Linked DNA regions of Gossypium hirsutum: all the other regions are linked to region 2. A link is a contact called in public Hi-C data. All regions are on one chromosome and are shown on one strand. The core of a region is the stretch at or near the end of the contact, and the rest is flanking DNA. Distances in the headings are between cores, read along the strand shown.

The links. Hi-C and Micro-C count contacts between places; a contact is called where the count stands out from the background.
Region 1: a contact with region 2 is called in a Hi-C map of leaf, with 4 times the contacts expected there. The contact joins the enhancer-like site here to the promoter of LOC107932514 in region 2. A contact is called at or near these places in 5 of 34 Hi-C or Micro-C datasets (all in leaf).
Region 3: a Hi-C map of leaf shows a contact between it and region 2, with 1.8 times the contacts expected there. The contact joins the enhancer-like site here to the promoter of LOC107932514 in region 2. A contact is called at or near these places in 3 of 34 Hi-C or Micro-C datasets (cotyledon and leaf).

What each region holds. Positions count from the first base shown.
Region 1 is chrA12:6,824,031-6,827,412 of Gossypium_hirsutum_v2.1, reverse strand. No RefSeq gene overlaps it. Among protein-coding and RNA genes, the nearest start is that of LOC107932580, 28 kb to the left of the region's middle. Within about 2 kb of position 2,067, at least 3 of the 9 cell types and tissues checked have an H3K27ac peak or open chromatin away from gene starts, as enhancers often do. A contact at or near this core is called in leaf, where this site is marked.
Region 2 is chrA12:6,632,952-6,636,147 of Gossypium_hirsutum_v2.1, reverse strand. It overlaps LOC107932514 (DNA repair protein recA homolog 3, mitochondrial), which reads right to left and starts at 1,706. Exons shown (of 7, transcript XM_016864583.2): 1 at 894-1,706; 2 at 417-494; 3 at 208-287; 4 at 32-124.
Region 3 is chrA12:6,868,418-6,871,376 of Gossypium_hirsutum_v2.1, reverse strand. No RefSeq gene overlaps it. Among protein-coding and RNA genes, the nearest start is that of LOC121210844, 5.1 kb to the right of the region's middle. Within about 2 kb of position 1,461, at least 4 of the 9 cell types and tissues checked have an H3K27ac peak or open chromatin away from gene starts, as enhancers often do. A contact at or near this core is called in cotyledon and leaf, where this site is marked.

The sequences.
Region 1 (3,382 bases), core at 818-3,317, 190 kb before region 2:
ATGGTCTAAATACAAGGAATTAGCCTTTTGTTCATCTCCTGAATTAGCAGTTAGGAATCTAGGCAGCAGTGGTACTGCCCCAGGCCCTTTTAGCTTTGTGCCCAAAATGACCAATATTTGGCATGAATTTGAAAGGTGGGAAACTTCAACCTACCAAATGATGGGCTTCCTTCTAGAACCCTGGTTCGTTAGTTGTATGGGCAGCCCTACCATATTTATTCCTTTTAGTAGCAAAAGGTTGTTTAGAGAAAGGGAATGAATTAGGTAAATGTACTTATTAGATTCACCAACCGCAATTTAAATCAACAGTCAATGAGATTCATTTGCCAAGAATTTTAAGGTTTTACTGCTTATAAAACCATGAAAAGGAAGAATTGTTTGGTGGATTTACCATGTAAGTACCAAAACAAGAGAAGGTGAATTACATTTACAGGTCCCACCTCTTCTCTGTTTGCATAGATTTAGGAAGATAATGTTGGGCAGGTAGGGAGATTTATGTGGAAATTTAACATGGGGGCACAGTTCTGTGAGAGGAGGGCCCAATAAATTTAATTCAAAAAAAAAAAAAAAAAAGAAATCAACTTTTTTGGGGTAAATTTATAAATAGTCACCCAATTATTATTGTATTTTTGTTTTCACCATCAGGGTTTTTTTTTCTTTTAGTTATTGGTGGTATTAAAATTTAATATTTTGATCACTCTTTCATTAAATTACTAAGAGAATGTCTATGTGACTTTTTTATTGGCATAATAACAAATTTAGCCTTCTAATATTTATAGATTCTATTAATTTGATTCTAATTCTAAAAATTTCAACAAATTTTATCCTTAATTTTATACATTCTAGTAATTTAATATTGATTCTTAAAAGATAAAAAATAAAATTTTTAAACTTTAAAAATATAAAAAATATTTAACAATTCATTTTTCGATAAAAATACATAAGATTTATAAAAAAAAACACATAGAATTATAAATAAATGAATATCTATTATTTTCTAACATGAAATTTATTTATTAAAACAATAATTTTATAAATAAATTAATTTTTTAAAAATCCACAATCTTTTTCATTTTTTAGTTTTATTTATTATACATCCAGCCTTGTTCTTTAGTCCTCACAAAATTTATTGACTAAGGGGTCCACTTTCACCCACAATCACCAACACTAATAACTCTTACTCCGAACTCTTTGATTTCCACATCCATTGTTGTCGTGCCATAGAACTAGGAATTTGTTGTAGAGCTACTAACATAACACAACCTCATCCTCATTCATATATTCCCAATCATACTTGCCCTCAAGTAGAATCTCAAAGGCAACAAACTATTTTGGGAAACAATCTAAAGACATTGATTTTTATCCTTTTCAATCTTAGTTTGTAGTTTTTGACCCAATCTGAATATAATGGTGGTTAATGTTGAAAGAAAAGGGAAAAATTGACTATGCCTAAGTCTTCTTCATAATTTTTCTCCCTTAAATTATTTTATTTATATAATAATTATTTTAATAAATAAATGTGATGTTAGAAAGTGAGAAAAGTAGATAATTATTTATAATTATTTTATAATTTTATGTATTTTCATGGAAAAATAAACTTTTAGATAATTTTTAATTTTTAAAATTTAAGAATCATGATTAAATTGACAGAATGTAAACCCTATATGATGGTTTGATGGTCAAAAGTGTTTACTGCCTCAAGTGTGGCTTCGACTAGAGTCGTGTTAATCGCGTTTGTTATGCAGCTTTACTCTATTATTATAATTCACTAAAAAAATTAACCGAATGTATAAATGTGAGATCTAAATTTATTATTTTATCAATAGAAAAAAGGCACGCCAACATTCCGATGAAAATATTAAAATTTGATAATGAAGAATTTTAAATATGTTAATAGTTGGATGAGAATTTATAAAAATTAAAAGCTGATGGGAAATGAGATGGTTATAATGCAGACATAAGTCGTTGTTGAGAAGAAAGAGTTTGATTGGCCATTGAGATCCATCCATGGCATTGGCCCATACCCATCTGACCTAACCATTTCAAGTTTGAACTGTACACCTCTCAGCCACATACTTTTTATTTATATCTTATCCCCTTTCTCTCTCTCTCTCTCTCTCTCTCTCTCTCTCATCATTATTTCGGAACTCTTTTCCCCACCACCTACGCTTTTGCTACCTATCTCTACCATAACATGCCCCCACCCTTTCTTTCTTTATTTTTGCCCTAATTGTCAAACAGTACAATTTCACCCTTGGCCACTAACAATCTTCAAATGATTTGCTAATTTGTTGGTTTTAACTAAAACTATGAGAAAAAATTAAAAATTTCAACCAAGTCTTTGTTTGTATTAGCAAAAGCAGAAGCCCATATTTGAATTAAATGTTTTTTTATGGCAAAATTGATTTGAGTCATCACGTTTTCAAATGAAACGTGTAAAGAAATTAATTTTAGGAGGGGAACAAAATGCATGCACCTCTGCCCTCTGCATTATTAATATCACAACTTTTTATTTTGACTAACTCTTAAATACACCAAGCTATTACTTTCTATCATATTTTGACCAAAGATAATCCTAGGACATTGAAAATTTTGGTTCAATTCCAATTTGTGATTAACTTTATAAGTTGTATCAATTTTCTAAAAAAAAAAAAAACCCAAGGTGGAAAAGGTTAGAACTATCAACTATCCATTGAGTTGCGCTGTAATCTGATTTTATAAAAAGAGAAAGAAATCTTCTGAAAAAAACTTGAATTTACTATTTATTAATATTAAAAATTTCAAATTAATTTTATTAATATTTATACGAACTCCATCGGAAGCTTACAGGGCGGAGAAAGAGGGATTAGGAGTAGGACCCACAAGTGGTGTGCGAAGAGTGGGTCCCTATCGCCGCAACGGTGCACATGAGCCTACGTCCGATGCCTTTTCCCAACTCCAACTACCACCCCAAAAGGGAGGAGTTGGTACCCTGTGGGACACACACACAATACCTTTTCCTTTTCTTTCCATTTCACTCCCATCTTTTCCCCCTAATTACAAACCTACCATTCCATTCTCACTTTTTTTAAATTATTAATTACTAGTAATTCTATTTCATGCACGTCGGTATACAAAATAAATTGAAAATAACATTAAACAAACAATGAAATATATAATCTAAAATTAATAATAATAACATAGCATGTTATGGTTTTGTACTTCAATTATTTTTTAACTCGAATTATCATTTTTCTTAGCATGTAAAAATATTATCATATTAGGAAGTATTGTTTAATATGTTATTAAATGTTAAAATATTATTATATTGGTGATAGAAAAATTTGACATTAAAATAGAGTCATAAAAAATTTATGTAATAATTAAATTATAGGTTGATAAA
Region 2 (3,196 bases), core at 457-2,956:
TAGTGCAACACCCCTCTTATCTAGTATTTACCTTGCCAAGAAGAACTGGAAGTAAATAGGTGAAAGAATGCTCCCAAGTACGGGAATGCTACTGCTAAGGATCATATTTATGCTATTGACATATCTACCACAAAGACAATGAGATTGCTTTTAAAAGTTGACCCTAACCTGGGTGAAATTAAAATCTTAAAAAGGAATGCATCTTACCTTGATTGGTCCCCAACGCTTTCAAGGGTACCCCATGGAACACGGGTCATTGCAGCCATTTCGGCATCAAATTTCGTTTCCTGGCCATGCACAAAGGTTACTAAAGATTTGGTTATAACCGCTGAAAATTCATCTTGTAAAATAGCAAGACCTTGTAGAACCAACAGAAGTAATGTTGCAAAATGAATTTGTTATGAAGTAAGCAATACCTGCACTTCAGACATATCCACTTAGTCTGCAAATTGAGAATTGATGATTTTGGATACACTTTCAGCCAGTTCACTAGACTGTTGAAAAAGTAGATGTGGGTTACTAAAATTCTAAAATCAGTTTTGATTATCAATGTAAGCATGAATCTAAGTTTGTCTATAACTAGAATACACGGGCATGATGTACATCTATATCAATACATAATACACGGGCATGGTACTTCAGAAGCTATCAATATATAATACACGGGCATGATACTTCAGAAGCTCTAAGATTCCCAAAACCAAGTCATTGATGTAACAAAAGCCAGATGCCTCACACTTTTTGGCATGATGTAAACCACCAGCCCAATTTATAGCAATATCACATAACTGATTGTTTAATCTTCTTGCAGCATCTGCCAACCATGACAATCAATTACAACTGAAAATGCACAAATCAAATTAAGAGAAACAACCTACCATATCAAAATTTACCTATTGTCCCACCAGTATAAATTTGACAAAATTCAAACAAGTTTTCAAACACAGGGCAATCTTCTCCAAGATTGTCTGGGAAGAAGAAAATAGAAAAAGATAGAAATCAAACTCCAAACCCATATACATCAGAAAAAGCATAACCTAATCCTTTCTCCATATGATATTTGCATGTTCATTGGAACGGGTAAAATACAGATGACAATTTAGGGGAAAGAATAAGAAAATAGACAGCGAAGGGAAGAAGACTAAAACAATAGCTAATAATTGATCGGAGCCTCGCCGTTTCCACAATCGCTGGGCTGCACGGTGGGAGATGTGCTCATTTCTTTGCAAAGCTCTGCTTTCGACATCAATTTCTCCATATTTTCATACACATGCAAATTTGCCACACTCAAAATCCAAAAACAGAGAGTATTCTATGCGTTTTATGGAAAACCCAAGAAGATTTTGTTTTGAATGATAGTGGAAGTGGGAGGAGATTTTCGTCTAAAAAAAAATAAGCTGTTACGAGAGCCATTGAATAGGCATTCAGCGCTCGACCCTCGGAATGGTTATGCAGCATTTACGTGTAATAGAGCCCGCACGGAATAGATATTCGACGGTCAAATTTCAACCAAACAAACAGATCACTGTAGGGTGTGGAATAAGGGCGGAATGGAATGGCCATTCCGTCGAACCAAACATGCTGTTAAACTCATTGTCACTCAAACCTCTCGCTCAACAGTCCCTACAAGTCTGATTACCATCACACTTCAAGCTCTCCATTCCTTTCTTACCAAAACCGAAGATTCCAAACCCTCAAAATAACCTAAATTTTTTTATTTTAAATATTTTAATAAGTTTTGTAATTAAAGAAAATAATATAATTTTCTATGACCTTTTTGTATTTAATTTTTCTATAATTTATTATTTTTATATTTTTCTTAATAAATTAATAATATTTTATAATATATATTATTTTTATATATTTATATTATTTTTATAATATTTCTAAATTTTTTATACAATTTTAATAATTTTTAGAATTAAATAATTAAAAAATAAATTAAACCTCACAAAATAATTTAAAAAATCAATTAAGCCATCCACATTAGTACTTTTCTATGTCAACTGTCATAATGTTGCCTACATAAGGATATGGGGACTGAGTAAGTAAAGCTAGACACGGAGGGCCTAAATTAATGTAGAATCGTCACTAACCAATTAAGGCTAGGTTGGTTAGCCACCTATTGTCTAAAAGTTTAGAATTAATACTACGAAAAATCCTAAAAGTTTAGACTTGATGTCATCACCAAATTTTGGGTTTGGGAGTATGGTTACGTGTGGGGAAGATTATAACACCCCCACAATGCTTATTCGGGGATAGTCCTACAGGGTCTTAAGAGCTAGGTTTTATTTATTTAAGCATATTAATGTTTTAATTTAGGCTAAAATCTTATGAAAATCTTAAATAAAAACTCTAAAGAAAATTCTTTCGGTTTACTCGTAACTTGATTAAGATGTATTCACCAATTTATCTAATTTGAAACTTAAATTAGAGATTTTTATTTTTAACGAGAACCCTAAACGATACCTAAATAATTTACCTTCAATTCCTAGAATTAATTCTATTTTAGAATTTTAAAAAAACCACCTAGAAATTACTAATGAGTTAAGAGAAATATTAAAATCCATCTAAAACTTATTCGATATATTATTATTATTTAAAGAATTAATTAATAACGTTGAACCTATGAAGATATTATGAAAGTATCCTATGCCGAGTTTGTGATTTATCTTACTTTAAAATTCTTGATCTAAGATTTAAGTTCACCAAAATCCTAAAATAATATATCTTAAATAACATTTATTAGCTTTCTTAAAAAAGTTTCTAAAACAAAATACTTACAAAGACCTACTCATGATTTACAATTCACTTACAAAAATCTTTAGTTTTAGTCTTGAATAAAGTCCTAAAGAATATTTATATATTAATTTAAGATTCTAATCCTATACGATATTTAAAATTAGTTCAAAAACCCTAAAAAATATCTTACATGTTATTTATAATTTTTCTAGGATAAATGGTAGATAGGATCTTAAAGACTTAACTAACTTCATGTTAACAATTATAGGATGGAAAAAATGAACTAAAATTTCCTCTTTTAAAACGAATAGTAATAAAATAGAAAAATTAATTAAATTGACTAAAGTTGATGAAAAGTTAAAACTCTTTCAGAAAATGACAATAATAAAAAAGAAAATTTAAATAAATGAAATAAATAAATAATAATAAAAATAATACACACTATTCATAATAC
Region 3 (2,959 bases), core at 212-2,711, 240 kb before region 2:
CCATACCACTACCTTTTACCTATAACCCTCCTTAGTAGAGACAAGGTATCTCTAAATTCCTTAAATTTCCCTTAGAACTGAATATCGTTATTTGTGATGATCAGTTGTGGGATCCCATATTAGTAGATAACAGTCTTCCATATGAAGTTCTCCATTTATTTATATATGATGGTGGCCAAAGCTTTCGCTTTCATCTATTTGGTGAAGTACTCAATTGTCGCAATGATGATTTTTTTTTTTTCACCATGGTTGGTAGGAAGAGCCCAATAATATTCAATCCCCAAGTTGAGAAAGGTCAAGAACTAGAAATGCTTTGCAAGGGTTTGACTACCATTTGGGGAATAAGCGAGAGGACTTCTAACAAGGCTCACATTTCAGCATGAAGGATGACACATCTTTTTAATGGGTGTGCCAATAGTATACCTGTTGGAAGATCTTTCGAGCAATGGCTTTGGTACCCGGATGGTTCTCACCTATTCCTTCTCACAATTCTCACATCGCATACTCAGCTTTAGAAGGACCCAAACATCTCAAAACTAGTTGTAGATATCCTTTCTTATACAAGACCCCATCAATGAGTAAATAACGAGAGGCCAAGCAATGAAGCCTATTACGCTCTTTAGGATCGGAAGAAGTGTTATCACAAGATTAAGAAGATAACTAGGGGAGTCATCTAGGTATCTTCAGATTCAATACTAAAAACCTGGCCCATCGTCTCAACTAGGGCGTTCATTGTGCTTAAGTAACATTTTGTCCACTGCACAATCTCAACAATGGAAACTAATCTAGATAGGAAGTCAACTCGAGTATTCTCAGCATGGGATATCCTATCAACTTGAATCTCCAGATTCTTCTTCAGTAAGCTCATTACTAAGGAGTAATATTTGGATAAGGTGGGCTCTTTAACCTCGTACTCTCCATGGATCTGTTTGGTTACTCACTAGGAATTAATGTAAACATAAAGCTTCTTGACCCTTAATTTTTGAGCCAATTCTAACCTGACAATGAGTGCTCAATATTTCGTAGCGCCATTAAAAATGGAAAAGGCAAACAAGAAACCATACTACCATCCATTACCTTCAGGATTAGTCAGCAATATACCGACTCTGAAATCATTCTTCAATGAACTATCGACGTGCAAGATATAAGTTTTATTATTAGTGGGAGGGTGACCGCCTCCGAATGTACCAACGTACAGAGTAAAAATCTTACATAAAATATATGAAAGGTAATATCCACAAGTATAGGGGTCATGTTCTAGGGTTAGGTCACTTCACAATTCCCCCCAAAAATCTCTTTGTTTTCCCTCCTCCATGCTACAAAACTTACTCTGCACATCTAATTTTCCTGAACCATCAACGCTATCTCATAACAACAATTGTGAGGTTGGGTCATATGATACCCATTGGCCCATTGCGATTTTGTTTCCCAAATATGTGGGCCCATAACTTTTTCACTTTCCCTCCAAATTTCCATCACATTAAAGATAGGCCATAATTATCGGCCTCCCATCACTCACGTCATACCCTATTTACTCCTTCCTTTGCCGTCATTTTATTTTACCTAACCTCTTCAATTCTTTTACAGTTACCTTAAATTTTATTTCTCTCCATGTTTATTTGTGCTTTCTTCAAACACTGTAGATTTTTTTCCTTCCTTTTCTACACAAACTTTTACCTTAACTTTCCATAATGGCTAGACGATCTATCCTTCAATCATCTACTATGCCACCTCGCACTTTCTTTAACACTGCGGTAGAAAAGCGATACCAGAACAACATCTTCAAGCGACTTTTTTGTTTGGAAGAAGGCTTTCTTTTTAAATAGAGCCTTTCATGGGATACAATGCTTCCATTTCTTTTATCATTAAGCAACATGGATGGAAAATTTTTTGTTTGCATTCGAAGGATATGCTGACCAAGATTGTTTGTGAGTTCTATGCTCACCTTACTTCCTCAAATGTTGTTTTTATATATGTGCAAGGAGTTTTGGTCTTATTTGATGTGGACACGATAAATGCTCGGTATGGTCTTTCTGATATCCAATGCGAGCATACCGAGTTTGTTGTAACCATCATTGTTGATAGGTTAACTTAGGTTCTTTAAGACTTATGTGTGACAGGAACTAAATGGACGGTGTTAAGGAAAGATTATTACCCCGTGGAAAGGGCATCTTTGAAGCCCAAGTGCAGGGTGTGGTATCACTTCTTTAAGGCGCACCTACTCATTTCGACCCATAACTCAACAGTTTCTAAGGAGCGGATGTTGCTGCTCCATTCTATCATACAGAGTAGGAAAATTAATATGGGTAAGATTATATTCAACAAAGTACACTAATGTGCACAAAAGAATATCAGGAATGTGAACTTTCCTTATTTAATCACCGCGCTTTGCCAGCGTGTTAATGTCTCAGTCCAAGCTAATGATGATGTCGTCCCAAATAAAGGGGCCATTATAAGGTTGATTATTGCAAAGATTTTTGGGGAGGATTTGCCACGAAAATAACCTCTTAGTTCAGCCTCAACATCCTTTACGCTAATATTTGCCACTGCAACCACATCCACTTCTAACAGTTTCTTTGAGCAATAAGTGCTCAGTTCATTGGCGAAGTTACAAAAGCAAACTAATCTTTTCAAGACTCAGCAACTTCAGCTTACTGCGGATTTGGCAAAAGTATGGGACAAGTTGGCTCTGTACTAGGCCTATGTGGAGAGGAGGGAAACTACTCTGAAAAGGTCCCTTCAAAAGAATTTCACTAAGTCAATGCCTGCTTTTCCCGACTTCCTTAAGGAATTGCAGAAAATTGTAGTAGAAGGGGTTGGTAAAGTCCAGCCAATTGAAACAAACCCTGTTCCCAAGACGTTGCTACTGCAGAGAAAGAAAACAAAGAACCAGAGGCAGAAACAGAGAAAATGAAATTAGTCAGTATTGTGACTAATTGTAAGGAAGAAGAAAATTATT